7 separate regions of the Mus musculus genome follow, and regions 1, 2, 3, 4, 5 and 6 are each linked to region 7. A link is a contact called in public Hi-C and promoter capture Hi-C data. All regions are on one chromosome and are shown on one strand. Each heading gives the region's core, a stretch centred on a gene start, on an enhancer-like site or on the middle of the called end of the contact. The rest is flanking DNA. Distances are from core to core; before and after follow the strand shown. Region 1 overlaps Slc1a4 (solute carrier family 1 (glutamate/neutral amino acid transporter), member 4). Region 2 overlaps Commd1 (COMM domain containing 1). Region 3 holds the start of Slc1a4 (solute carrier family 1 (glutamate/neutral amino acid transporter), member 4). Region 4 has its middle 36 kb from the start of B3gnt2. Region 5 holds the start of Rab1a (RAB1A, member RAS oncogene family). Region 6 holds the start of Cep68 (centrosomal protein 68). Region 7 holds the start of Mdh1 (malate dehydrogenase 1, NAD (soluble)).

What was found. Promoter capture Hi-C pulls out the DNA fragments that hold promoters and counts their contacts. A called contact is a pair of places that touch in the nucleus more often than the background predicts. Capture Hi-C pulls out chosen DNA fragments and counts their contacts.
Region 1: a contact with region 7 is called in a promoter capture Hi-C map of pre-B cells, with 5 times the contacts expected there. The contact joins the enhancer-like site here to the promoter of Mdh1 in region 7. A contact is called at or near these places in 1 of 39 promoter capture datasets (pre-B cells), 1 of 484 Hi-C or Micro-C datasets (CD4 T cells), 2 of 115 datasets of contacts at active chromatin or transcription factors (large pre-B cells and pro-B cells) and 2 of 9 other capture datasets (adipose tissue and liver).
Region 2: a promoter capture Hi-C map of hippocampal neurons shows a contact between it and region 7, with 3 times the contacts expected there. The contact joins the enhancer-like site here to the promoter of Mdh1 in region 7. A contact is called at or near these places in 8 of 39 promoter capture datasets (the C10 cell line, the HPC-7 cell line, HPC-7-derived erythroid cells and 4 more).
Region 3: a contact with region 7 is called in a promoter capture Hi-C map of adipose tissue, with 5 times the contacts expected there. The contact joins the promoter of Slc1a4 here to the promoter of Mdh1 in region 7. A contact is called at or near these places in 6 of 39 promoter capture datasets (the C10 cell line, cranial neural crest, liver and 2 more), 5 of 484 Hi-C or Micro-C datasets (B cells, CD4 T cells and CD8 T cells), 3 of 115 datasets of contacts at active chromatin or transcription factors (large pre-B cells, memory CD8 T cells and pro-B cells) and 2 of 9 other capture datasets (adipose tissue and liver).
Region 4: a contact with region 7 is called in a promoter capture Hi-C map of the HPC-7 cell line, with 3 times the contacts expected there. The contact joins the enhancer-like site here to the promoter of Mdh1 in region 7. A contact is called at or near these places in 6 of 39 promoter capture datasets (the HPC-7 cell line, cranial neural crest, hippocampal neurons and 2 more).
Region 5: a contact with region 7 is called in a Hi-C map of muscle stem cells, with 4 times the contacts expected there. The contact joins the promoter of Rab1a here to the promoter of Mdh1 in region 7. A contact is called at or near these places in 5 of 39 promoter capture datasets (the C10 cell line, hippocampal neurons, liver and 1 more), 3 of 484 Hi-C or Micro-C datasets (CD4 T cells, muscle stem cells and uterus), 4 of 115 datasets of contacts at active chromatin or transcription factors (Th17 cells, astrocytes, large pre-B cells and 1 more) and 1 of 9 other capture datasets (liver).
Region 6: a contact with region 7 is called in a promoter capture Hi-C map of liver, with 5 times the contacts expected there. The contact joins the promoter of Cep68 here to the promoter of Mdh1 in region 7. A contact is called at or near these places in 4 of 39 promoter capture datasets (the C10 cell line, hippocampal neurons, liver and 1 more), 2 of 484 Hi-C or Micro-C datasets (CD4 T cells and natural killer cells), 5 of 115 datasets of contacts at active chromatin or transcription factors (astrocytes, double positive thymocytes, pancreatic cancer cells and 2 more) and 2 of 9 other capture datasets (adipose tissue and liver).

Annotation. Positions count from the first base shown.
Region 1 is chr11:20,313,206-20,317,270 of GRCm38.p6, forward strand. Slc1a4 (solute carrier family 1 (glutamate/neutral amino acid transporter), member 4) reads right to left here. Exons shown (of 8, transcript NM_018861.3): 4 at 711-877. Among named protein-coding and RNA genes, the nearest start is that of Slc1a4, 17 kb to the right of the region's middle. Within about 2 kb of position 1,281, at least 6 of the 459 cell types and tissues checked have an H3K27ac peak or open chromatin away from gene starts, as enhancers often do. A contact at or near this core is called in pre-B cells and pro-B cells, where this site is marked.
Region 2 is chr11:22,898,562-22,902,270 of GRCm38.p6, forward strand. It overlaps Commd1 (COMM domain containing 1), which reads right to left. Exons shown (of 3, transcript NM_144514.2): 3 at 1,167-1,496. The coding sequence ends at 1,389. Among named protein-coding and RNA genes, the nearest start is that of Gm24917, 32 kb to the left of the region's middle. Within about 2 kb of position 1,675, at least 7 of the 459 cell types and tissues checked have an H3K27ac peak or open chromatin away from gene starts, as enhancers often do.
Region 3 is chr11:20,330,299-20,334,195 of GRCm38.p6, forward strand. Slc1a4 (solute carrier family 1 (glutamate/neutral amino acid transporter), member 4) reads right to left here and starts at 2,415. Exons shown (of 8, transcript NM_018861.3): 1 at 1,648-2,415. The coding sequence starts at 2,174.
Region 4 is chr11:22,822,071-22,826,163 of GRCm38.p6, forward strand. No RefSeq gene overlaps it. Among named protein-coding and RNA genes, the nearest start is that of B3gnt2, 36 kb to the right of the region's middle. Within about 2 kb of position 2,176, at least 24 of the 459 cell types and tissues checked have an H3K27ac peak or open chromatin away from gene starts, as enhancers often do. A contact at or near this core is called in the HPC-7 cell line, where this site is marked.
Region 5 is chr11:20,200,018-20,203,641 of GRCm38.p6, forward strand. It overlaps Rab1a (RAB1A, member RAS oncogene family), which reads left to right and starts at 1,395. Exons shown (of 6, transcript NM_008996.4): 1 at 1,395-1,635. The coding sequence starts at 1,613.
Region 6 is chr11:20,248,091-20,252,046 of GRCm38.p6, forward strand. Cep68 (centrosomal protein 68) reads right to left here and starts at 1,334. Exons shown (of 7, transcript NM_172260.3): 1 at 1,217-1,334.
Region 7 is chr11:21,569,613-21,573,274 of GRCm38.p6, forward strand. Mdh1 (malate dehydrogenase 1, NAD (soluble)) reads right to left here and starts at 2,322. Exons shown (of 9, transcript NM_008618.3): 1 at 2,118-2,322. The coding sequence starts at 2,120. Wdpcp (WD repeat containing planar cell polarity effector) reads left to right here and starts at 2,669. Exons shown (of 18, transcript NM_145425.3): 1 at 2,669-2,758.

The sequences.
Region 1 (4,065 bases), core at 31-2,530, 1.3 Mb before region 7:
TTTAGCCAGGACTCAAACTAATGGTTTTTATTGAGCAACCATCCTTTCCTTAATATTCCTTATAAATTAAAGGCTTTCATAAAAGACCATTTCAAGCTTTACCTAAGCAGGGGAGAGATACGTTTTTCCTCCTTGTTGTAAAAGGTCTTACCAATGATCTCCTTGAAGTTTAAAGTTTATCATTTTGAGATAAAAGAACCTTATTTTATGCAGGAGACAGCAAACTGGGCATGGTAAATATGTGAAATGACACTTGAACTCATACATGGATCGTGTTGATGTGAGTCCAGGGGTCAGTGTAGTTACTGTTTGGTAACAGTAACTATGTGCTCCCAGTTCTCTAGGACACCCAAACAAGAAGAGAAACTGTCGAATCACTTCTTTAAAGATTTAAAACATCGTCATCGTCGTCGTCATCATCATCATCATTAGAGAGGAAGAGGAGAGAGAGAGAGGGAGAGTGTTATGTGGGTACATGGGAAGGTTGCAAGACAACTTTTGAGCATGTTTTCTCCTCCCACCGTGAGTTCCAGAGATCAAACTCTGGTTAGGCTTGCTGCCCACTGAGCCATCTCCCTGGTCCACTGCTTTTTGTACCATGACAAGCTATGCTTCATCAACCTAACACTGGGCATGGGGGCAGGTTCCCAGAGGGTAACTTAGAGATGCCAGGGGCCAGTTAGAAGAAGAGATGGCAGAACGAAACTCACCACATGATCCATGACACCAGCACCATTGTGGCCTCATTGAAGGAATTGAAGAATCGGATGAGGTCTTCTCCCTCGGGGCCTAGCTTCTTTAGAGCCACTCCTAACACCAGGGCAAAAAGGACGAGACCTAAAATGTTCATCCCTTCCACATCTGTTACAACGGGGATCTGCAGATCAGAAGAAAGAGGAGTCAGATTCAGCAGGGAAGCGAGCGTGACGTGAGAGTGGATCTGTGCAGTGTCTGAAACACTGCAGAATAATCAAATAATTGTGCTCTTTCTAACTTTTAGTGAGTTATAAACAAAGGAGCAGAAAGCCGCAGGAGACAGAGTCGGAGGGTACACAGCCAGGAATGACTGCTCACGCCTGCAATCATAGCACTCAGGAGGTTCAGAGGGAGAAGCACTGAGGTTTCGAGGCTAGCCTGGGCTATAAAGTAAGACATTGCCTCAAAAGAACAAAACAGAAACAGAAACAAACAGAAACAGAAAAGCTGGCTGTTAGAACATTCCTTCAGAGACCCAAGGACCATAACTGCCATCTCCCACGTCAGCTCGTCTTTTGCGGTTTGGATCTTATACTGACCTCCCGTGAGACTTGTATAAGTCTCATGAGATTTTCAGGAGCCATGTGGGCTTTCCCCAAGTGTCTTCAGTAAGTCACCCACTGAAGATGTGTAGACATAACTGGGCGACTAGGGAAGGCAGAGGCAGGCCAAGCTCTGTGACTTTGAGGCCAGCCTGGTCTACAGAGTGTTCCAGGAAAGCTGGGAATCTCTGTCATGAAAAACTAAAAACCATAACTAAGAAGGGAAAAAAGAGAGAGAAAAAATAAAACAAAAAGAAAAGAAAAAAGATGTGTAGATATAACAGTGTGTCCCCAGCAATGCTGGCTTCCACGGCTGCAGCTGTTTAGAGTACACAGGCATCTCAGCCTGTCAAAACATCGCCACCAGGCATGATCTGATGCTGGAACTTAGTCCTTAGGAGGCCAGGGCAGCAGGATTCTAACTCAAGGCCACTGAGACTCCTTCTCACAAACAAACAGGGGCTGGGGAGACAGCCCGGTGCTCTTAAGGAGTGAGGACTGGAATTCAGTTCTCAGAATCTACAAGAGACAGCTCACAACCACATGACACTCCACCCCTGAGGGGGTCTAATGCCCTCTTCCAGTCTCCATAGATGGCTGTACTCAGGCATAGAACCCACACATGGACACATAATAACTAAAATAATTCTAATAAATTAGAATAATTTAGAATAAATAAGATAATTCTAGAAAAACCTTCATAAAGTGATGTATAAGAAACATGGTAAAAGCCCCAGATCGCTGTTCTGGCTCTGGGATTCACCACCTCCTATGAACCTTGGGTTCTAGCTCTCAGCCACTGTTTTTTACTTACTTACTATAAGCCCGGTTGTGTGCGCACTCATGACATGGCACCTGTGTGTTGATGCACACACACATGGGAATCAGAGAGGACAATGCTTTGGAGTCAGCTCTCCTGCACAGTGGATCCCATGGATCAAATGTGAATCACAAGAACCTAGCAGTGTGTGACTTAACCTGCTAGTCAGGTCACCAGCTCCTCAACTAATTTTTTAATACATGTTTTCTCTTTAAAAAAAAAAAAGGTTGGTAGAATTTTGAGCCCTTCAGTCCTTGTATGACAAGGCATGTCGGCTGGGTGGAGGGCAGAGTCACCCCTCTTTCCTGTGACAGCCCAGAGCAGTAAAAAATTATTGGGTTGGATAGTTCCAAGGTCCCTCATCCCTTCCAGCTCTGTCACAAAATCTAGGCCATGGCCCAGTAGCTGATAAACAGACCCTTAAATTTAACCACAAATATACTCTCAATAGAGTTCACTAATGTCCAGGTTAACTAGATGCATTCCAGTGAAAGGTCTGACTCCCATGAAGCTCTCGGATGACCAAGCAAACGCATCGAAGACCGATGGGTAGCGGTGTCATTTGCTTCTGATTCACCATTAAGAAACATCTCAGATCTAACGGTGACGCAGGGAGACACTCACAGTCACGTCGGCTTTGTTTACACTAATAAACAAATTTACCAGGAACAGTTCTAGTAGTGGTGACAGGTAAGGAAGCCCCGGGGGAGCCTGAGTGAGTTTGGGTGAGCAATTCAATCTCTCTGTTCTACGCCTTCAGAATAAGGATAAAAACAGTAGCTGCTATGCAGCAGTTAGGAAGCTTGCATATGTTATACGTGTGAAGTACTCAGATTATTTCTAGAAAATCAATAATTTGGTTTTTGTGTTGTTTTGGGGAAACAGGCCCAGGCTGGTCTTCAACTTATGAAGTTCAAGATGACCTTCACTGATTCAGCTGCTTCTATATCCCGGGTGTCAGAATTACAGTCATGCACCACCATGCTTGGTTTTTATTGGTCTGGGGGATGAACCCAGAGCCTCTGTATGTAAGGCAGTTCTACCAATGGAGTTAGATCCCCAGAAGTTCTGTTGTTTGTTTTGTTTTTGTGGAGCAAAGGTTTATCTCACTTTACAGTTGCGGATATTTTAAGCTCACCTTGGTCGGGAGCACAGAGTAGACCAGAGCACAAGGGCAGGGCTCTGTCTAGGGCGAGCATCACCCAAGGGTGGCACCCAGGGGCTGCCAAATGTCACTGTTTACTGAATTAACGATTCAATAAAAGGTTAGGTCTTTACCTGTGGCAAGTGTTCACAGGAGATCAAAGTAGGCATGGAGGAGAGCCACAGGTGAGGGCTGGAACCGCTCATGTGTCCTTAGGCTGGGTTCTCCTGGTTAATTCTGCCAGTAGCATTCCATCCTTGGGAATAAGGGTAATTCTACTTGTGTCTTTAAAAAAGAAGCCTGGAATTGGCCAGGCCACACTGTTCCTCTGTTGAAGAGCTAACATTCTTGAGTTTATCCGGGAGAGCAGGGGACATCATCTGGGGGGTACCTGGGGGTCACTAGCACTTCCATTGGGGAAGTCAGAACAGTCAGAAGTACCAAGTTAGACGAAGATGTTACAGAGTCAGGTAGGTTCTAGGATGCCTGCATTACTTGAGGCCTCAGACAGTCCCAGATGACCCTCAGCACACCACTTCAAGCTATTTGCAGTGGGGATCAGGCTGTCCCGAGGTTCAAATAGCACGACTCTGTTTAATGGTTTTGAGAAAAGATTTCACTATGTTTCACTGACTGGAACTCACTCTGTAGACAAAGCTGGCCTTAGACTCCCAAAGATCCTTCTTCCTGGGCCTCCCCAGTGCTGTAATTAAAGGCATGTGCAATGGCGTGACTCTGTTCTATATATTCAAAGAACGCAAACTTTCCAAAGTTTAGTGTAAAGTCAAGGAAAACGTCGTTTT
Region 2 (3,709 bases), core at 425-2,924, 1.3 Mb after region 7:
CAGGAAGTGTGTAATTAGGCTTCACTGCTTTCTGCCAGGATGCTCTGCCTCTCAGGCTCAAAACAAGGGAGCCAAGAGACCATGGACTGAACCCTCCAAATTGGTGAGCCAAGATGAACCTGTTTCCTCAACTGGTGATGCTCCAAGCATTGTGTCTCAACAAAGGAAAGTCCATTAAAATACTTCTACTCAAACAGTTTTCATTACATTAGTCCCTCTCTCTTACTCTGGGTAGACATGCATATTTGCATGTCCTTGCGTACATCTGTGGTCTGGTGCACATGCATGTGGAGGCCAGAAGTTGATGTTGGGTTTCTTTCTTGTGCGTGCGTGCACACCCTGTGAGAAAATCACTTGCTGCCATCATGTATGACAATCAGAGTTCAAGCCCTAGAACCCACATTATGGAAGGAGAGAATGAAATTTCCTTGTCTTCTGCCTTCTACAGGCATTCTGTAGCATGTGTGTTCTATCCCACATACATACATACACATACAAACTAAGAATGTAATTTTTAAAAAGCTTGAGTATCCCTAGTCTGATTAAACCCAACCTCTAGATTTATACCACACCTATTCAACTCCATCAGCTGGTCCCAGGAGAATCTCACTAGATTCCAGTTTAATCTTGTTCAGGTAGGCAGGTTCTACTACACTGCAGCTTAGAGCACACACTGGTGAGCACTATCTACACGACTGTAATGCCTTCCTCACTTTCTGAGGGTGAATATCCAGAATATTATATGATACACAATGTGTCCTGTGTGGATGACTAACAGCTCTCCCAAGAACAAACAACAGCTGGAAAGAATTCTAAAGTGTCAATTCTGTTGACCCTGAGGCTCTGAGGTGAACCTGCCTCACCTCCTTGCACACTAAATGAGTGCTTACCCTCCAGCCTCCTGTTTAATTTCACTTTTTGTTTGTTTTTACTTATTTGAGACAGGGTTACTTTAGGTAAACCTGACTGAACTGGAACTCAGAGATCTGCCTGCATCTGCCTCCCAAGTGCTGGGATTAATAAAAGTGTGTGTACCACCACTTGGCAAATTTCAGTATGTTTTTATAAATGTCCCTCATAATCTTTATGCATGCTAAAATATGAGACCCTCTCCAGTGGAACAGATGGGAAAATAAAGAACCCAACAAGCAGAGACAAGCAAGATTGGACTTTGAGAGGTTTCTCTTTTTTACCCACTTTTTAAAATATATTTTTATTTATTCTTGAAGACTTTCATGCATGTATACAATGTCTTTTGGTAACACCAGTGGGCAAACAGGACTTTCAAAGGGTCAGTGGAGAAAGTCTGTGAGCAGCTTCACTTCAAACGCCCCTTCCTCCAGCCTTCAGTTAGGCTGCCTGCATCAGCCTATTGATACTCTCTTCAGTTAGGCTGCCTGCATCAGCCTGTTGATACTCTCTTCTACCTCTGACAGCTTCTTCAGGATTTGCTTGACTTTAACTTCATCAAATTCCAGACACAAAAATTCAGATTCCTGTAAAACACAAAAAGATGTTTAAGGAAAAACCTGCAAGACAGCAGTAGTGGTTTGAATGAAAATGGCCCCTAGGCACATACATTTGCATCCAGATGATGAGCAGGATGGGAAGGACTAGGAGTGGCCTTGCTGGAGGAAGTGTGTCACTGGAAATGGGCGTCAAGGTTTCAAAAGCCCAAGACCAATCTCCTTCCTCCACACCCCCTCTCTGCCTGCTGATCAGGATATAAAGCTCTCAGCTACTGCTCCAGCACCATGCCTGCTTGCTTCCTGCCGTGATGATCATGAACTAACCCTCTAAAACTGTACTTAAGCCCCCAAATGTAATGCTTTGGTAATAGTGTCTCCTCACAGTGACACAACAGTGACTAAGACTCGAGCTCTAGCTAAGGTTCTTTATCTGGCATGAGCAAGGTGCAGAGGCCCAGGGCCTAGCACAGCAAACCAGACTCCAGGCCTTTAAGCCTGTGTGATATTTTACCATACAAAGCATATCCACAGTATCCACAATAAAACACAAGCGTAAACAGAGACAGATGCCCTTGTTCTCATTATGAGAGGCTCTTCTGTCTGGCAGCTCAATTGACATGGTATAAATTTAAGGTAGGTACCTAGGTATTGCTACTTTGTGGATGAGAACTCTGAGGTCAGGAAAGGTTAACTTCCATCTAGAAATCTTTTAAATGACACAAGTCAGATAATTGAATTCTCAGCTCTGGCTGGCTTCAAAGTCAGTGCTGTCCCTACTTATATAATAATAAAAGAATTGTGATTTGTCTCTAGTTATCCTGGGCCATCTGCAACTCAGGCTAAAAAGAAATTGTGATAGGTTCACTGGGAAGTTTTAGATAGAAAACTATAAAGGATGACCAGATTTTGAAGTAGTAATAGATATTTCTCAGGTCCTTCTCCACGCAGTAAGACCTCTCTCACAAGATCTCCCTCCAATAAAGTCCCTTCAGTCACTCAGGATTGGTGAGCCAATCTAGGTAGTATCAAAAAGTAGGGTCTTTGATGTTTGTGTGGCAGAAATCTCACATGGCCCAGGTAACCCTAACTCTATATGGCCTTAAACGAGAAGAGCAAATCCAAGATAGTCTTTCCTACCTCATGAACAGTAACTTTAGACTAACATAAATGCTTACAGGTCTTACTTTCTAGAATATGAAATTAAGTTCTAGGTATGTCAAGGGACATGCCTAATGGCCTCTTGTCTGTTACAGGCAGAATCACAGGATTAATATTCTTATCTGTACATTTTCCTCTCTAAACATTAAAAGGGATCAAAATATCCTACCCCAAGAGTCTCTACTCTGATAAACGGATTGTTCTGAATTGAAGGTAACTGAGAATCATGGGATCCCTTGCTGGAGCTGCTTCTATCTGATTAAAGCAAAAACCTTCTGAGAAACGAGGAGCATGGGAGGAGACACAGTTGGCATAAAGTACAGGAACTCACTGACTAACCCTTGTCTACTGCTGTTCTTCTTGTCACTAACTGCTCCTAGGAGCCTCACTTATTGCTTTTCATAAAAAAGGTGTATAACCTTTTCAAGCCTGTGAGTTTTCAGTTTCAGTTTTCAGGTGTATGTGTGTGTGTGTGAGTGTGTGAGTGTGTGTGTGTGTATGTGTGTGTGTGTGTATGCACACACACATGTACAAACACATATGAAAGCCAGAGGTCAACCTGTGCTGTTGGTCCTCAGACATTTACCTTGGCTTTTGAGACAAAAATCTCTTAGTGGCAGGAGCTCACTGAGGGCAGGGCTGGTCTTCTGTCTTTCCAGCATGGTGATGACAAGCTTATGCTAACACACTTGGCTGTCTCAGGTGGGTTCCTCAGATTGAACTCAAGCCTTTCCATGCACTTTACTGACTAAACCATCCCCTAATCCCATAACTGTGACTCCCCCCACCCCCACAGGGCTTCATTCTCTGTGAAGTTCTAGCTTGCCTAGAACTTGTTATATAGACCAGGCTGGCCTCAAACTTAGAGTGATCTGAGTGCCTCTACCTCCTGAATGATGGGGGCAAAGGTGTGAACCACCACATCTGGCCTTTAAATTGATTTTTAACTGATAATGAAAACATTAAAAAGTTTAGATTTATTGGGTACCATGGGATATTTTGAAACTTGCATACACTGTCTAATGCTTAAATCAAGTCAAACATATCTATCTCATTTTTAAATGGTGAAAACACCAGTTCTT
Region 3 (3,897 bases), core at 1,165-3,664, 1.2 Mb before region 7:
GCATTAGAAAATACTACCCCATCCTAACAGGCCAGGGAAAGCTCTTCTGGGGAGATGCAACAAGGGTTGCCCTAGTCTCTGAGAAATGACACCTATACTGATTCTTGAGACATGACACTGGGTCACCATTCACTTTAAAAGCAGGAGCTAGAAGGGCTTGGGTCTAAAACCACGGCCATAAAACAGTAAGTTGTAAGTCCTTTCTTGGGGTGATGGCCATAAAGTGGTTCTCACTCCTCCTACCCCCAATTACTGGTCAGTTCCTTTTTCAATGATGGAAGAACACCATTAAGGCTCCTGTGTTACCATAGAGAGGCACAGATGAACATCATACTCCCATTTGGGCCACAGATGGCTCTACAAAAAGAACCCTGAAACCCCATATTTCTCTCCCTGAGGACAGAACAAACCAAAGCTACTCTGGGCTTCAGTAGAGTTCTCTATCTCTGAACACATCTACAGTTATGTCTCAAACCTTAAGACTCTTGGACTACCAGGCCACCTGGCAGGCGCCAAAGCCTACAGTTCCATCGAAGTTCCCGTAGGCTACCTCCACTTGCTCTGTTTGCAGGAACTTTTGGTCTTTTTCAGCAGATTCCCCCACCCCCCCACCCCCCCACCCCCACCCCCCGTCCAATACCATGTCTCGGTTTTTTGTTTTGTTTTAGATGAACAAACTCTTGAAGTGGCAAGACAGCTGTCACATTTTCCACATGAAGAAATGGAGACAGGAGAAAGACAAGTCACTTGCCCAGAGTTCTCTGGTTTTCACCACCTCAGCAATGAGGAGCTTTGCCCAATGACTCAAGACAAAATATACCACTAAGGCTCAGAAAGCTGGAAGGCAAGCCAGCTGGACTCCTCGTTCAGACGAACCTGGTTACATTAGTAAACGCCTGCAGACTAATGTTTTCCCATCTGTGAACTTTGGATTAGTTCAAATGGAGAGGTGAAGCTTTGAAAACTACACTCTATCATCCCAGGGGATGAAATACAACTCCTGAGTGGAGAAAAAAAAAAAAAAAAAAAAAAAAAAAACAAGCAAAGAAAGGTGTGTGTATCTCAACTCTCTGGATCTCCCCGCTTTCTACAAAGAAATAACGCTAGGCCCCATGATCCTGACCAAGAACGTCCACAACCTGTCCTAAGCCTGAGAGGCAGTCACGTAGCTGGGCAACGGGCTCCACATAACTAACTCCAGTTTTATTATTCTTGGACACATCCATAATTCTGCTGAAAATTGCCAACTTCCTTCCAGACCAAAGGCTGAATCAGAGAAAACCTCAGACTACAAGCTGGATAGCTCCTCTGGTGAAAGTCACTCAATGTCCTGGAAGCTTTGGGGTGATGTAGGGGAGAAAACAGGAACAATTAAAAAAACGAAACAAAACAAACAAACAAAACTGAGAGAGCCCAGTGTAAGGAGTAAAGCACAACTGAGAAGGTATACACTTAACATCCCACCTAACGGAAAATCGGTTCCAGCAAAAAGCTGTGGCCTCCAGTCTTTAAAGGTGTGGCCAGCACGTAGCCCAGACGTAAATATGAAATTTAGTGTTAAGGGCCAACAGTAACTGAATTAACTCTAGGTGATATGAGTGCACGTGGCGTCTCCCGCCGTGCCTTTGGCGGGGTGGAGAGCAGTACCTGAGTAAATCGAGGAAAGAGTCCACTGTCTCTTTGGAGACCGGAGGAGGCCCTGAGTTCTCCAGCCCCAGGCTGCTGGACTGGAGGGTCTGCGCGCCCGCCCCTGGCTTGATGATGAACGCCAGAGCAACGGCGAGAGCCGAGGCGCTCAGCGTGGTGAGGCCGAAGTAAGCAACAGCGATGCCACCCAGACGCCCGAGGGAGCTGGCATCCAGGGAGGCGGCTCCCGACACCAGGCTGCAAACCACCAGCGGCAGGATGATCATGCGCAGCATGCGGAGCAGCATCTCGCCCGGGAAGGCCAGGTAAGTGATCTGGGTGCGGGTGAGCTGCAGCCCCCTCAGCGCCGCGCCCATGCCGGCACCCACCAACACTCCCGACACGGTGAGCAGCACCAGCGCGTGGCGCCGAAAAAAGCTAGCACAGCGCTGCGATTTGCCCATCGCCGTCTCGGGCGTTCGGGGCCCGGCCGCAGGCTCTGCCTGGGTGCCGTCGAGGTAGCCGTTGGTCTCGCCGCTCTTCTCCATGTCGTTGCCCACCGCTCTAAGCGGTAACACTCAAGGAACTTGGAGAAAAGACCGGTTTCGAATGAATGGATCAGGCGGAGACAGTGGCCTGTGCCAGCTGCGGCTTCCGAGCTCTGTGAGTCCCTACAGGAACACTTTTCAGAAAGATAAAAGAGAGACGTGGGTTGTGGGTTGGAGCCCAGGCAGAGCAGACCGCGCCGCGCCCAGCCTTCTTTCAGAGCCGCTGCAGGCTGGAGATGATGCAACGCAGGAGGCACGCTGGAGGCTGCAGCCTAGGAAGGAGGGCGGGGCTTGAGCTCGCCCCGCCCATGTAGGCGCACCTCCGATGTTACGACCAATTAGAACCCTGAATATCCGTTCCCCACCTCCCTGACGTTTCCCAGGTCCCGCCCTTCTCCCACCCTCCGGGAGGCACAGCAAAGAGAGTGAGAGACAGGCAGGCTGGGCTCTCCCGACGGGGCGTGAGGCCATCGGCCAATCCTGTCTCCTGGCAGCTTTCAGTCCTACTGTCCAGGCCTCGGGGAGAGAGGGAGGGGAGCGTCTGGAACGCCTCGGCAGTTCTTCTCCTCAGCTGGTGGAGGAGGGGAGCCCTCGGAGGTTGGTGCCCGCCCTCCGCTAGGGAGTCCGGAACGACCCAACCTCCATCCTGCGGGAAATCCTTTCTTCTAAGGGCTCTGTAGGCTTTCCTGGTACAGAGACAAAGGAGTGGGTGGATGGGGGAAAGTCTCATTGCGTGCACGTACAAGACTCTAGCAGAGCTTTACCCTTAGGTGACCAGCGAGTCCGGGTGGCACTATGCACAGTGCCAAGGGTGAGCCACTGCGTGCACTAGCGCCCTCTGGGGCGAGTCCATTGGACTCTGGGGAGAAGCCTGGTGTGTGCAGGCTGAAGACGTAAAACTCTCCCAGAGAAACAGAGCTCTAACGCCACCACTTTCGGTGGCGTGTCTGCCATGTAACTTAAGCTGAAACACAAGCGGGATTTTAACCACCCCCTTCCGGGTCTCCAGACTTGGCACGCCAACAGTTCAGTCAAGTGTTTGGCCAGTCTGAAAGATGGTTCAATGGATTTTTTAAAAATGCCATTTATTTACTATCTTCCCGGGCCACAGCAGATAAAAAGGGAAACCTTGGCAGTCGTTTATTGTGTTATTTATTTATTTATTTATTTATTTTTCCCTATTCTGCTTTTGAAAAGAACTACCTCCCCAGACCTCCAAGAAAGCCCTAGTTAGGTGTAGCTGAGTTAAAGAGGAAGACAATGTGAAGTAAAGTAATTTTGAAGTATACCATAACAGAAACCTGTGCAAATCAATATGTCCTGTCGAGGTGTAAAACGTCCAATTGTTGAGACAGCAAAGAGTTCCTTACATGAAGCCATTTAGCTGTCATGTACAGCTTGTTGAAATAGGAGCTTATTGGTGGGAGGGAGGTGTGTTCATTAGATGAGGACCTATACATATTTTTATCTTGTTTCCCAGAACATGGTTTACCTCTCTGTGCAAGGATGGATGATTCCTACAGACCCATGTTCCTCATTTCCAGGTAGCTCTGCCTCCTTTTTCCTAAGCTGCTGCTTTTATGCAAAAGACTGAAGTCATGTTCCAGAAGTGGGTTTCCAATTGCCTGCTTTACAGCTCCACCCAGACATTCTGCAGCATCTCAGCTCAGCATATTCCGAATCAGATTTGTGATTGTCTCCTCCAGCCTGTTACTGCTATCAT
Region 4 (4,093 bases), core at 926-3,425, 1.3 Mb after region 7:
CAGCCTCGTTTTTCTCTTTCTTATCTGATTTTCAGACACCAACCCAAACCCTAAGCCTACCTCCCCAATAGTTTCTCACTCTTTCTCTGAAGGACACTCCCCACCACAAGCAATCTCTTGTAGACTTCCCTCACAAAGACTGCCTTCTTGGCCTCTAACAAAGGCAAGACTTTCCCCCCACAGCTCTATCTGCCTTCTCTTCACTTTGATCTGTCTGTCTGTCTGCCTGTCTGACCCCCATCCCATTTCAAATGACACTGTCCACAAGTTTCCTTCTACATGTTTTTAAATCTTTTTCTTTATGAGGCCAAGACCCTGCTGAGGAGACCTCATGTGCGGACAGTAGAGAGGCTGATGCTCTCTCCTCCACCTTACACACCAAGCAAGAGTCTCACTTGAACCAAGTCTACAGCAAAAAATGGCTTGCAGCCTTTCTTCTCGGATGTTTAAGCGAGGTTGTTCAGCTTCATGATTCAGCACTGGTAATCTTATGCCTGTTGTTAATACTTCTGCAGATCTGAGGTCATTATCAGGTTCCTCTGAACTAGGAGCTCTGCATCTTTAGGGATTGTCTAGTGTCCGGTGGCTTGTTACAGATGCTTTCCCAAGACCCTACTCTTCCACTGTGCTGTTAATATTTCATTGTGACTTATTCTGAGTTTTACAGCCACGCCAATATTTCCCAGAAAGACAGAAATACCTTAGTGAGAATCTCTACAGATATGGGTCCAGCCGTGATGAAAGTTCCATGTATGGAGTGAAGGGTTTGGGGTTTCCACGTATGAATTGCAGGGGTTGGAAGGCCTGAGTGCTAGGCCAGGAGTGAAGATGAGGGGTGGGGTGGGGTGGGGTGACTGAGGATAAATATCCACTCCTCTATGTAAAGGGGTCAAAACTGCCGACGAATCACCGAGACTATGAAGAGTAACCTAGTCTACTTACTGCTAAACTCATGGAGGATGCCACCCTGGCTTTGAGTTTAACTCTGCCCCATCTAGCAGCCTCTTTATCTGAAATGAAGACCAGCAGACCCTATCAGCATTTCTATCTGACTTCTGAAACTTCTAGAACTCAGCTGCGGGGTCCTAACTCTCTGTGGTCTGTAACCAACAATGTACATACATTGAGATGTATTTACTGTATGATTTATGTTACTATCAGGAGTTAAGATTGGAATGCAGAACCTGTGCGCTCCTTGGTCAGGACAATCAAGACAAGCAGGGAAATCTGGCAAATCGCTGCCAAAGAAGCTAACATACCTTGTGAATTTACTGTTAAATACATTTTGATATTGTGGAGAGACAAGATGTTTGTCTGTCTCTGACAGTCCCAGCAGGCTCCAGAAACAAGTTGTGTTGTACAATAATTTCAACTCCTCATCTGGCAGAAGAAGAAATACCAGATTGTAATCCAATTGTTCATGCTGAGACTCAGGTCTCAAAATGAATCATGAAATATGGGCTAGGCACCAAAGCAAAGCAGAGGCAGCTTGAAGTTAGAATCCAGGAGAACCGTGCGGCCTGAAGAAGCTCTTGAGGTAAGGGACCAGGGTCCACAGCTAACCATCTGGCTACCCTGCACCAGCAGCTCCCTCAAACAAAGCAATGGGGCAGGGTAGACAGAAAGGATACAATAGTGAGATACCATGCAACAGACACATCCCTCCACAGTCTGTCATCTAACTTCAACAACAGCACCATGCTCACCGAGCTCACTCAAGGATCGCCTATTGGTCGCTGATTACTAACAAGGGATGGATGCAGCTGATCTCAGGACGGAACATGACTGCCCCTCCGGGAAGGAGTTTTCGTTCACTTTCTCAGGAAAACTCAAGAACAAATACTAGATTCAAATTAAGTCAGTCTGTGTGACATCTTAGGAAATACCGTAGGAGTTTTAACCACCATCGATTCAACTCTCATACATCTTTTTTCTGTAAACAACACTGTGCTTGTTCATTCTGCAACTACCAACCGAGCTAGCTGGTTATGGGCTGGTCGCTAGCCAGAAACAACTTCTTGGCCCTTATGGAACTTCCTACCACTTTCACATAAAAACCAGGGGAGAACAAGCTAAACTCAAAATCAGCCCATCAAGTTGTTATATGACATTGTGAGAAACACCTTAAGAACCTTGAACTGTTGGAACAGGAAGCCACTATGCCCAGGAAATGACTGTTATCTGTCCCGCACAGCACTCCTGCTTCCATGCAACCATCTAATGAGCAGGCAGGGGCTCACAGTGTCATGGAATCAGAAGGCTACAGTTTTAGTGTCAACGGAGACCTTGGGCCTTTGTCTTGCCACCAGCACTGCAGGTCTGTGTACTGGATCCGCCAAAGAGTTGAGCTCTCTGAAGGGGAGAGGGAGTCCAATCTCACTTCCAACGCTGCAGCTGCTCCAGAGTCTGTGGCAGGCATTGGGATGCTGGAAGCTGAGGGGTGCAGCACAGCTGAAGGCTAGGAGCCAAGGTCAGGGCCACTGAGCAGGAAGTGAGGTCGATAGGCTGGAGCAGCTTTCAACAATGAAAGCTTCAGGAGAGAACTCTTCCCCAGTGTTACAGCTCTATTCGACAGACGAGACACTCTTGGACTGTCTTTGATGAAATAGCTCGTGCACTTTAGTCCTTGTGGATAGATAGGGTCTTATATGCATTTGGGGGTGATTTGGGGTATAAAAGCAGAAGCTTTCTCCTGGCTTGATTTGAGATGTTAGAGATGCCTCATCTGCGTGTGGAGGGGCTTCGGGTGTTGCCCCTGTGTGACTGATTGTCACAGTCCTCTCCATGGAGTGTCGTGGTCCTGTGATCCAGGACAGGACCCTGATCGGGAGTAGATGGAAATGCCTACTGTACTCAGACATGAGAGTACTGGGATTTCCGAATCTGCTCAACTTTGCCAAGTTTTCTGTCTGATGGCATGGTCCACTGCCCCACATAGCACTAGGAAGGTCAGGGGAAGTTCATCCCATTCTGGGAGACATAGTAAAAGCACATTTCTGATGCCCAGTGACCTTCAGAGCAACTGATATAAGAGGAGCAGTAGCCGGGCGTGGTGGCTCACGCCTTTAATCCCAGCACTCGGGAGGCAGAGACAGGCAGATTTCTGAGTTCGAGGCCAGCCTGGTCTACAGAGTGAGTTCCAGGACAGCCAGGGCTATACAGAGAAACCCTGTCTCAAAAAAAAAAAAAAAAAAAAAAAAAAAAAAAGAGGAGCAGTATAATTTATTCAGTGTGATACCCTTATCTCAAGAATTGGAATTGGGGCCCATGGACATTTTATTGATTTAGGGTCAATTAAATGTTATTCTAATACAAATTTACTAAGATATAACTTTCCTGTTTTTTTTTTTTTATTGTTCTGACAAAATACATCACAGAAATAAGGGACAATGTAGTAGGACCCAGAGGGGGAATGCTTTATGGGTAATTCAGTGTCTCTCTCTCTCTCTCTCTCTCTCTCTCTCTCTCTCTGAGGGGGAATGCTTTATGGGTAATTCAGTGTCTCTCTCTCTCTCTCTCTCTCTCTCTCTCTCTCTCTCTCTCCCTCCCTCCCTCCCTCCCTCCCTCTTCCTTCTTTTCTTTCTAAGATTTATTTTTTACTTATACGTATGCATGTGGGCTGCATGAGTTTGTGTACATAAGTGTGTAGATGCCCACAGAGACCAGGAGGTGGCATCAGATCTCCTGGTGCTAGAATTATACATAGTTGTGAGCTGCCATGTGTGTGTGCTAGGAATTGAATAATAAGTACTCTTAACCTCTGAGCCATCTCTTCAACCCCACTAGCTGGTTTTCTACATTTTCCTTGTCATTTTATCTGTGGTCCCAAACTCCAAAATGGTGCCACCATAATCAGCTCTTCCCCCACTGCCCCTCCCCCACCCCATTACCACGGCCCACATGTAATCAATTGTATATCTGCTTTATTAGCCACCAAAGGCCCTTCTCAACCCAATTAATTTGGTAATAGAGCATCTTGAGGCCACCCCGTCAGCGTGACAAGCAAGCACAAGCACTCTACGACATATAACAGCCACCCTGTATTGTTTCACAGGGAAAATGCACCCACTCTTCAGAGTTTAAAGTCCCAGCA
Region 5 (3,624 bases), core at 145-2,644, 1.4 Mb before region 7:
TGCCTCAGAAAACCAAAAACCAAAACCCAGACAATAACAAGAAAACTCCCAAAACTATGTATGTGTGGTCTGATGAGGCTGTCAGGACACACGGAGGAACGCCAGAGGGATGTGTAAATATGTTCTGAGTATATGGTTAGTCATGAGAACAGCCTCTTTTGCATATTTTGATGTCACAGAAATTCAGAAATTAAAAGTAAATCTACAGTTGGCCCCAGGAGATAATATTCTTGCTTAGAACAAGTTGGAAGATAAACTTTGGTCAGTGTATTATACTATGCCCTTTGTAATAAATAACGCAAGATAATGCGTTAAAGTTTAGCGGAGATTTAAATTCCTGAGCTGATTAAAGTTGACACCATTAGGTCTAAAAAAATGTATTAATATTAGTTCTGGAGTCCGTACTGAAGAGTTTCATGGCTTAAAAAAAAATACTTATTACTGCCCAGTTGTGCAGACGGACACAGAATTAGTACTAATAAAAAACAAAGAGCAGCAAAAGCAACTGCAACCCCCCCCCCTCAAAAAAAACAAAAACAAAACTTAACAACCCAACCCAACCCAACCCTATCCCGGAAAACAATTCAACTTTTAAGTCTAGGCCTCAAGTAGGAGGAGAAGACTGGTTAAGGCTGACTTTAGCCTGTGTCTCAACAGCACAATGTTAAAGGTTGGAGGTCGAGATGGAGGAGCAGTTTCAGACAGGGAAATCTGGCTGTGTGAGCAGAAGAGAGACTAGAACAGGGTCCATTTGCAGCTATTGCAACATCAAGTTGCTAGAGTAAAACGGTAAAAAAAAAAAAAAAAAAATTAGAGAAGGAGTCGGGTGAGTGAGAAAGCGCAAGGTCTACAGAGGCCGCTTGAGTTTCCTGCTGTCCTTAGAGCAGCCTCAGACCCTGATGGTGATGGCCCCTGTGGTCTTGCCTGAGCAGAGCTCGTCAAGCTGTCTCCACCCCTCCTCACTGTCCCAGGCTTCCTGGGAGCCCCCTCCCCCTCTGCTGCGGCACCGCCCTCCGCCGAGTTCCTTCCTCCTCCCCTCCCGATGGGGCACCGACTCGCCCTGCTGCCACGTCTCACTGATGACATCAACACAGCCCGGTCGGCCTTAGCCAATCCGCTAGGGGGAGTCCGAGCGAAGTCCTAGCCAGCAGGCCAGCGGGGAGGGGAGCAGGAAGGGCGGGGTGTGGGGGTGAGGGAATCGGGACGGGGCGGGCTACAAGCTCGAAAGTGCGCATGCGTTCAGGGCGCGGGGCCTAGTGGGAAGCTGAGTGCAGACAGCCCTCGGCCCGGTCGGGCTGCCCAGCGCGCGGTGTGCTCATGACTCTCTTTCCCAGCGTGCCCCGCGACGCTGCCGCCCTCTGGGCCGCGCCAGGCCCCTTGGCCTAGGCTTCCCCAGTTCCTGGTTCGCCGGCGGCCATTTTGGGTGGAAGCGATCACTGAGTGGCGGCGGCTGCTGATTGTGTTCTAAGGGTCGGAGTGGGGTCGACGTTTGCTCTACCGGAACAGCTTAGCTCATTCCTCCCTTTCCATTACCTGTGGCGCGGAGAGTTGGGGCGGCGGCTGCGTCAGCAAGGGCGGTGGTGGCGGCGGCGGCGGCGGCAGCTGCAGTGACATGTCCAGCATGAATCCCGAATAGTGAGTGCAGGAGAGCCGGGGCGGGCCGGGGTGAGAGCGGCCGGCCGGGGGTGAGGGCCGCCGGGAGGTTCGCTGCGCAGCGCCGGGAAGGTCGGCCGGGCGAAGGAGACGGAGCAGCCTGAGGGCCCCATTGTCTGAAGGCCGAGGGCCGCAGCGCAGCGGGGAGGGGTCGGGCCTGCGGGCCGGGTCCCGACCGCAGCCGGCGGGGAGCTAGGTGCCGCGGCTGGGCGTTGGGGAGAGGGCCTCGGACAGTAGCCAGGAGGGGCGCGTCTCTGGAGGCAGTGACGGCTGGAGGAGGACTTGGTTTTAAGGGGAGGTAGGTGGGAGAGCTCTGCTAGAGGGCACTGTCAGACCCTGCGCCGGCTCTGCGGAGCTGTCAGCGTCGGCTTTACTTGTAAATCCCGAGCTTGTTAGAGCTCTCTCCCTGTTGGGTTTTAGGTAATATGGATGCTTCTTGGGACTGCGTGGGCTTGAGGGGGATGAGGAGATGGTGAGGAGCTATTTATAATGTTTAGTTTTCTTTTGGGCTTGTCTCCTGGGAGAGTTCTGTGAGACTTGTGAGACGTGACCCTTACAAAATCCTGGACATTTGTGAAATTTTTGGTTTAGGGGAGACATGAGTCTCCCAGTCACCTTTTGTCTCCAGTAGGTTAAGAAGAAGAAAAAGAAGAACAAAACTGAACTAAAAATAAACTAGAAATGTCTTCCTGGTACCACCAAGTTAAAGTACAAGTTTGCAGACAGTTTTGAAAAGAAACTAATGGGGCCTTTGATGATAGAGTTGTATGTAGGTTTTAGATTACCTGCTTGAATGCCTGTAGATAGGAAATGAGGTTCCATGACGTGTCATGAAAAGTTAATGCATTCCTTTTTCTTGCTTACTCAAGAAGTCACTGTAGCAGATGTGACACACCTGGCACCTTTCATGGGAACTGCGCTTCTCCTTTCTTGGATAGACATTGTTAGGCTCTCTCTTTGAACCCAAAATTCTCCTATGGTTTCCATATATGAAAATAACTTTAAGAGATGCCATTTTTATTATACTTTAGTGTCAGAAATCTTTAAGGGAGAGGGATTTTTGTTGGTTTTTAATAAGAGAAATCACTATTGCCGTAAAAGCTGGGCTTTATTTGTTGCTTTGGTCAGTTACCGCTAAGTGTGCCCCCATGAAAGGTCCAACCATCAGCTCGGCTGACTTGTCATGTGCGTGTCACATGACTCTTGCAAAAGACATTCTAAGTTCAGGTTTTCTAAGACTGGTTTAATACTGAAATGGTTTTTCCGTTTGTGTTAAGCAGAGGTCTTAGTATCTTGGTAGAATTTTACATACTTTTTTTTATTGTGTGTGTGATGCCTGTGATTGCAGGTGCACAGGTGTCACCTTGCTTGCTTCAGAGGTCAGGGGACAACTTTTGGGAGCTTATTCTTCCTTTGTGGCTTCAGGGATTGAACTCAGATAGGCACTGTATCCACAGAGCTATGTGCTTGGCCAGGCTTCTGTACTTGAAAAAGTTGGGAACAGTTCACATGGAGACACAGGTGCTGTGTTTGCAGCCCCTCTCCCAGGGCAAAATTAGTTTAGTTAAGCAAAGTTGAATTGGGGGTCCTAATTAGATTTTTGTGGAAACCAAAAAGAAGATGAATTTGTTATATTAGGAAGGTTTCTAATTTCTATTTGAAATTCCTGTTCTATTTGAGGAGATTCCTATATTTGTTAGGTGTGTATTTAAGTATTTTTATTATGCTTCTCAAATTTCCTAATGCTACGACCTTTCAATGCAATTCTTCATGTTGTGGCGACCCCTATCCATAACATTTTCATTGCTACTTCATAACTGTAATTTCGATACTGTATGAATTGTAATGTAAACAGCTGATATAGGATATCTGGTATGTGACCCCTGTGAAAGGGTCCTTTGACACCCAAAGGGGTTGCCACTTACAGATTGAGGACTGCTGAGGTTAGAGACACCTCCTGGAGCTGGAGTT
Region 6 (3,956 bases), core at 84-2,583, 1.3 Mb before region 7:
TCCACCTGCCTCTCTCTCCCGAGTGCTCTGGTAGGTCTAAGTATTTCTTCTTATCTTAGGTATTTTATAAACCTTGGAATTGGCACTATTACTCTTCCTAGCCATGTTTTTTTGTCCTGTCGTGCTGGGGCCTAAATTCCACTTTATAGATGAGAGAACTAAGGCACACGTGAATTTATCCTGAATTAGTAGTATGAAAGGGACTAAAGTCTGAATTGATTCAGAGAGCCCAGCTGCTTCCTTAACCTGTAAAAATAATCCAACAACTTAAAGGCTTTTAAAAGTTCCGGTTCCCTCAACGTTGGGCTTCACTTGTTCTTGTTTTCTTTTGGTTTCCTTCCCTTACAGACCTTTCATCCTGTTAGGGGGCGGGGAAACCACTTCATTGCCAACCCAGGCCCATATGGGCTGCCCAGAGAAGGGTATGTTTTTCAGTTGTGGGGGTAGGGAAAAAGTTTTTAAAAGCTTCTGTGATGATGTGAAGCTGGGTTCCCTTACACCCACTGTTCCTAAGTGATCCAGAATTTAACCCAGTCCGCTGGAGAGAACTAGGTGAGTAGTGGCTTGTATTTGAACCAAGCCCAAAGCAAAAAGTGTCGCAAGCTGTATACCAGACTACCTCTTTCCTTGTCTCGGACCCCATCAATTCCCAGTAAGGTCTACTCTGCTCGGGCACTGGGAGTTTTTAGCTTTTATTATTATTTTTTTAATTTTTAATTGAATAAAACATGGTAATTATAAAATTACTAAGTTTGGGGCATGTGCTCCCGGGCTGCTGAGACTGGCTAACAGGTGACAGATGACAAGGGTAGATCTTAGAGATAAAAAGTGCGCCGCTTTGCTTTCCTCCTCCGGATGCGTTCACTGGGCCATGGAAGCAGCAGCCGTCCAGACGCGAGCGGCTGTGGCTGTGACCCGCCGGTTCTCCGCGACCAAGGTCGACGCGCGCACAGCTGCATGGGGCTGCCAGAGGTGCGGCCCCACGCGCTCTGCAGGCCGCGCTGGCCCTCCACAGCCTGCCCCTCCGCTCGCCTCCACCCGGCACGGTCCGCAAGATGGAGGCGAACGCGCGAGGCGCCCCCATCGCGGCCAGCCTTTGTGCCCTCCAGGCCGCGGGCCTCCCCCAGGGTCCCCCACGCGGAGCCCCGGGCACGAGGGGAATGCCCCGACTCGAGTCTTGGCGCCGCGACACTCGAGCCGGCCACAGCCTTTTTACCTCACTCCACACCGCCGCACGTCCCGAGCGACCCGCGTAGCTGGGCCAGGGTCCCAGGCGGCGACGACGGGGCCTCCCGCGGGCGCCCGCACTCCTGGGGAGGGAGGGCCAGGCGCCCGCCACGCCCTCCGCCCTTGCCGCTTCTCCGCGGAGGACGCCCCATGAAGCAACCAATCCAAACTCTCCGTTCGGATGCTTCACCAATCCACAGCTCGTATCTGCCATGGGAACCCGCCCCCTGCAGGACCCTGGCCTATGGGTGGCCGGAGCTTCTTTCTCCGCTGTCCGGACGCGCGTGCCAGCTGGGTGTTCGCGGTCCTGGCGTCCACGCAGGCCCACGCGGATAGCAAGGCGCGCTCTCCGCGGATCGAAGGCTTGCGGTGTTTGGGTCGACGTGCTCTCCGCGGCTGGGAGGGTGGTTCCAGGCTTGGTGCTCCCCTTTTGCGTTGTGTGGAACCCCCAGGGCATGTCCGAATCTGGGCATCGGGCAGAAGTTGGGCGAGGGGACCAGGTGTGGGTCGAGCTCCCTCCCTCCCCCCACCCCCGGCCCCTCGCCACCGTCCTGAGACTCTGAGGCTCAGGAGGCCCAGCCTGTCTCACCAGTAGTGGGAGAAGGGACTTCCACAGTGTTCTGGGCCTGTGAAGTTTAGAGAAGGAGCTGGACTGATCTTAACACGACAGAGACTTAATCCAACCTAAGACCACAAACTTAACTGCCAGGCTGGCCTGCCTGGCCATAGTGCTCCTTCTGCCTCGGCTTCCCCAGTGCAGGGAGTACAGGCAAACCCTATCATGCCCAGCTTTTTATTTGGCTTTGTTTTGTGTGTGTGTGTGTGTGTGTGTGTGTGTGTGTGTGTGTGTGTGGAGAGAGAGAGAGAGAGAGAGAGAGAGAGAGAGAGAGAGAGAGAGAGAGAGTGAGTGTAAATTTCATCGTATCCCAGGCTGAATTTGAACTCCTGATTTTGTCCCAGTCTTCCCCATACTGGGTGTTTTAAAGTAAAAGTGTATTGTTATATGCAAGGCCTTGAATTCTCTCTTCAACCCAGAAGGAAAAAGTTAAAAAGGAATTCAGAACCGAAATGTGTCAAATAGGTAGGTAGCATTTACCAGCGTGTATCCAGTTACTTGTTTAAAGGAAAAAATAAATAAAGGACGTATGAAGTCATTTAGCAGTAAATATGGTAATGCGATTGAGCACCTGGATGGTCTCAACCAGATGTGTTCTGTACTCTTCTTTGACTTTGGCCCAGCGGCCTTCTCTAAGTGTTCTTGCTCAGTTGGAAGGGCGTCCTGAAACACAGAAGCCCAGGAACCACACTGCTCTAAGAGGAAGCCTCCTAACTGAGGTGTTGCAGCTCCCAGGGGGAGGGTATCCCCAGCTCAGCCCCACTCCTGTTCTTTCCTTCTCTTCATTGCTTCTTGGCTTCTGATGAGAGAGTACCACCAGGCAGCAAAGCTCATAAAAGATATTTATTGGAGGGTCCAAAATGTGGAGGGATGAATCCAGGGGTGGCCACCTCCGCTCCAGGAGCAGAGAGCAGGGAATTGAACAAAGAGCAGGGCTTATATAGGGTTTCTTAGTGGGTGGGGCTTTTCAGGACAGAGATTTCCAGGATGAGGATTGGTAGGATTTCAAGTCCTGAGCTTGGGGAGCTCAGGGATTGGTGGATTCTTGTGCTCAGGGATTACTATGTTTTTGTTTGAAGCTCAGGGATTGGTGGGTTTTTTTTCCCCACCCCTTTTCCTTGCATCGGGCCTATGGGTTGGGATGGGAGGACCTTCCCAGCCACAGGCTGCTTTGGCTGAGGCTCCATCACTGCCCAGCTGCTTGGGGAGGCTGGACGAGGTGTTGCCATTGTGAACAGCTCCTGTGATGGTTATTTCACGGTAAGCTGAGATGGGAAAAGTGGTACCAGCTTCTGTGGGGCACCTCCTGCAGACTGAGGAGATGGCGTTGTTTTGATAGTTGCTGTTTTTTGATAACTCCAGTGGTGGTGGTATTTTACAGAGGCAGGCTGGCACCAGTGTGACAGATCTTGCACCACTCAGGGACTACACCACCTTCTCACCTTCTACCCTATTTGCTCCTCCTCCTCCTCTTCCTCTCCCCAGTCATCTCCCCCTTCCTCCCCCACTTCCCCATTATCCTTCTCCTTTCTCTCCCTCCCCCTCCTTATTGAGACAAGGGCTCATATATCCCAGGCTAGACTGGAATCACTCTGAATGTCTGAGGTCCTCCTACCATGCTGGGATTGGAGATCCATGCCACCACACCTGGTAGACGTGCTGGCACAGTCAACCCAGAGCCTCATGTATGCTCAGCAAGTGCTCAAACAACTGAGCTACATCACATCACCAGACCCCTGCTCTTTTTAATCCTTGGCATAAAGAAGAACCTACTATAGTTTCATTTGTTGTCTTAATAAGGCAAGTTGATTTTTCTGAGCCTGCAGAGTATGGTAGTGATTGCCAGGACTTTACATGATCACAACCAAAACAGTGAAGTGTACCAGTGAGTGAAACTTTAACATTCTCCAAAACAGGAAGGCGTGATTCCTATGAGACATTTATTCCTATGTCATATTCATCTTGATCTCTTCTGTTTTATTCATTGATACTTTCTGAATATAGGTGCAAATAATATTTTTGCATTATACTCCAAGTCTTTTTATTTTATTTATTTATTTATTTGGTTTTTCGAGACAGGGTTTCTCTGTGTAGCTTATTTTATTTTTTTATG
Region 7 (3,662 bases), core at 1,072-3,571:
GGGGGAGGAGAGCCTCACTGACTTGTCACACACAGTGTAACAGTGCCAGTGTGGGTTACTATTCTCTGCTCAGATATCTGGGCATGTTGCCAACACCCAAAAAGGAATGGCTTCTCTCTTGCGGGGCATTAATGACCTTCCTGCGGTTACAGGCTGCTTTGAGAATGTATTGTTTAGTTGTAAAGCTTTAAGTTTTCCCTCTGTTATTCCCCAGAATAGCATTCTCTTTTTACTTTCTATTTGCACATTTTTCTGCAATATAAAAGACAAACAGTATCATTCAGATTCCTCTAGGTGTCCTTAGCTGATTCCCCTATGGACAATGACAGAGTTCCTTTTAAAAAGGATTTGAATTGTCAAAAAAAAAAAAAAAAGGACAGCTTTTTTTTTCTTTCTTTCTTTTTTTTTTTTTTTTTTTTTTCTTTTCTTTTTTTATGAGACAGGGTCTCCCTGTGCAGCCCTGGCTGGCCTGGAACTTAGTATGTAGTCCAAGCTGGTTTTGAAATCACAGAGCCTCCCAAGAGCTGGGATTTAGGACGTGTACCACCACGGTGACTGGAACTGACAGGTCTTTTCTAAAGCAGCAATTTGCTTGCATCCTCTTCCCAGGAGGCAAGATGGTTATGAATCATGTGAGACTGCAACATCACAGAACTCTTCTACCTGGAACAACTCATGTCTTCTGGCCCAGATGTGACCTTCTAAGGGTGAGGCCAGTTCCATCTAGTGAATAACAAACTCTACACTCTAACTAGGGGCCCTGGATCTCTCTGACCTTGGGAAATCAAGGACCATGACAGGCTGTTTTAAGATTAGATGAAACAATCCTTAAATGCCCCTTTAACTTCAGAATTTCAACACTCTGAATGACATGTAACAAAGCTATCAGATGTTACATGCTGATTCTGTGGACTTATTTCCTAAAGGGGATTATGAAGTGATTTGCCAAACACATAATACAATCCTGGTAAATGGGAAGAACAAGAGACCCTAGGTGCAAGCCTTATGACCTTGAGCAACTCGCATTCTGAGTCTCAACAAATTAAATTTTAGTATTTAAAGTGGGGTTTTGGATAAGATGATTGTAAAAAGGTTTTCATATAGGCCTAACAGCCTAAAGTCTGAAGTTCTTGGATAACTAGTGCCACTTTATTACTAAAATTATTAAGACAGAGACTGCTTAAGCCATAATTTAAATAACTACTTATGTGTCAAAATAACTAGGCAACAATGACTGGAAATTAGTAATTATTCCCTTAGGGTTTCTTATAGAGATTGAGGGAGTTTTTGTCCTTGTTTGAAAACATGTCTCCTTGGGTTCTGTGAAATTTCCAATTCATCCAAAAATTTTCAATTCATCTCACATTTCCCATCTTGATATTAAAGGACAACACGTATTTTTAAAATGTAAATTTCAAAGTACTTAGCAATTTCCAGTCTGGTGGCAAATGTCACCTTCAAACAGCATGAAGATTAGTCCTACGTCAGAGCTCTCTTTCACGTCACCCCCCTCCGCCCGCTGAGGACAAGATAGATCTAGAGCTTCAACAAGATGGTTACGTTACATCTGCAAGGAGGCCTTCAGAATTTATGACAGAGTAGTAAAGAATATCGGCACTGTTTGACTAGCGATGCTAGTCCTGTCATTACAAACGGAGATCAAGAATAGGTTTTCAGTAACATTTGTTTTCTTTTAAATCAAATATGGTGGAAACATGTCTCCTGAAAACTGGGATCATAACCTGGAGCACTACCGGTAAATCAACATCAGAGGCCTATTCTTTCCAAGAGCTTAAGAGGCAAAATAGTGTTAGGACCTAATTCTTCCCCTCCCATAATTCTCATCCCCCACAACAAATCCTTTAAGGTCCTTCGGAGAAAATTTTGTCCCTCCTGCGCAAGGACTGAGACCCGACTTTCCAAGGACAGTGATTTCTCTAGAGTCCTTGCGAACCCCTTTCCAGTATCTGGGTTACTGCGACAGTCGTGAGAATGAGTCAGATTTTGCAAACCGCGCGGAGGACAGCTCCCGGCATTACTGCTTTTTAAAAGCGCATCAAGCGCAGGAGGAGGCCGAGAGGCCGGAGCTGCTGCAGGTTCCAGGAGCCCACACTCACCATTATTGCAAACTGCAAGGCCGATCTCTGCACCTGCAAAAGGCAGTCTCCAGCAGTCAGGTCACCTCTACAGCGGAACAGACTCTGGGAGAGAACGCGGGGCTGGCCCGCAAAGGTTCGGCTGGAGACACGGCCCTTTCTGGGAAGTGTAGTTCTTCCGGCGACCTCTGGCGCCCACCTTCGTGCATTCCTGACAGTGCTAAACTACAATTCCCCCAAACCCCTTCTTCCTACGCGCCTCGCTGCAAAGTAGTCCCGGGGCTGAGCCTCGGTGATTGGAGCGCGTCTGTGAGCAGAGGGTTGGTGCTTTGAGTGAGGCGCCTGCCTGATGGCGCTCAGCAATTGGCAGGAGAGGAGGCGTTAACTCGAGGGAGGAGAAACGACCCCTGAGCGACAGCACACGTCGCTCCACCGAGAATCTATCCTCCCCCAAGACTAAACAAGGGCGGCTAAGAGACCTTCCGTTGCTTAAAGCCCGCTCGACCCGGAAACAAAACCTTTTAAAAACTCTCTCAGAGGCGGGAGGAATTGACGCTTGCGGAAGAACGGGCAGCTTCACCGTTGCTAGGCGACGAGGCAGCCTCACCTGAGCGCTCTCCAGACCAAGAGCTTGTGGAGCTGTGTTCTCACGTCCCAGGCTGGTGAGCTCGGCCCCGAGGGTTTTTATCTGGGGGTCAGAACAGGGTGCGGCACTGATGCGCGTATCCTGAATCCGAAGCCGGTGGTTGTGGGCGACCTCCGGAGTCCCCTGTTAGTGTCAGGAGCGTGTGGATGCCACAGTTTTCAGGAGGGACGAAGAGTGTCTTGCAGTTTGAGTCAGTGTAACTTTTCCAAAGTAAAGTCAGAAAGTTTTGTTTGTGGAGTGAGCCCCTTCCTTGTGTTTACTTGTGGTGTACCGATCTAATTTTCTTTGCCGACTGTGAATATTGACACTTTTTGCTCATTCTCTTTTTGGAAACCTGTTACTTCCAGGGGAAGTTGGGAGACACTGATTGTTTCAGGCGAAATGTTAGCAGCTAAAACATCTCAAGAGGCTTTCATTTAAAATGAAAGTTGTTAAGGGAAATCTGTATTCTCCGTTTGTTGTACGGATATTCGAAAACATGTGCCTTGGAACAGACCAATGAATATGCTCTTGGTCTAACGTCAGAATTTTCTGTCACTATTAAATGGATGGTGGATGGCTTCAGTTTTGTTTTTGGAAGATTTAGTATTTGGAGAGAGAAATATGATGCCTTAGTCAGGGCTTCTATTTCTGCGATGAAACACCATGACCAAAAGCAGGTTAGGGGAAAGGATTTATTTGGCCTACTCTTCCACATTTTGGCCCATCATTCGAGGAACTCAGAATAAGTAGGAATATGGAGGGCATGAGCTGTTGCAGAGACCATGGAGGAGTGCTGCTTATTGGTTTGTTCCTCATGGCTTGCTAAGTCTGCTTCTTTATAGAACCCAGGACCACCAGCCCAGAGATGGCAGCACCCATAAAGGACTGGGCTCTTCCCCATCAATCTGTAATTAAGAAAATGCCCTATGGGCTTGTCT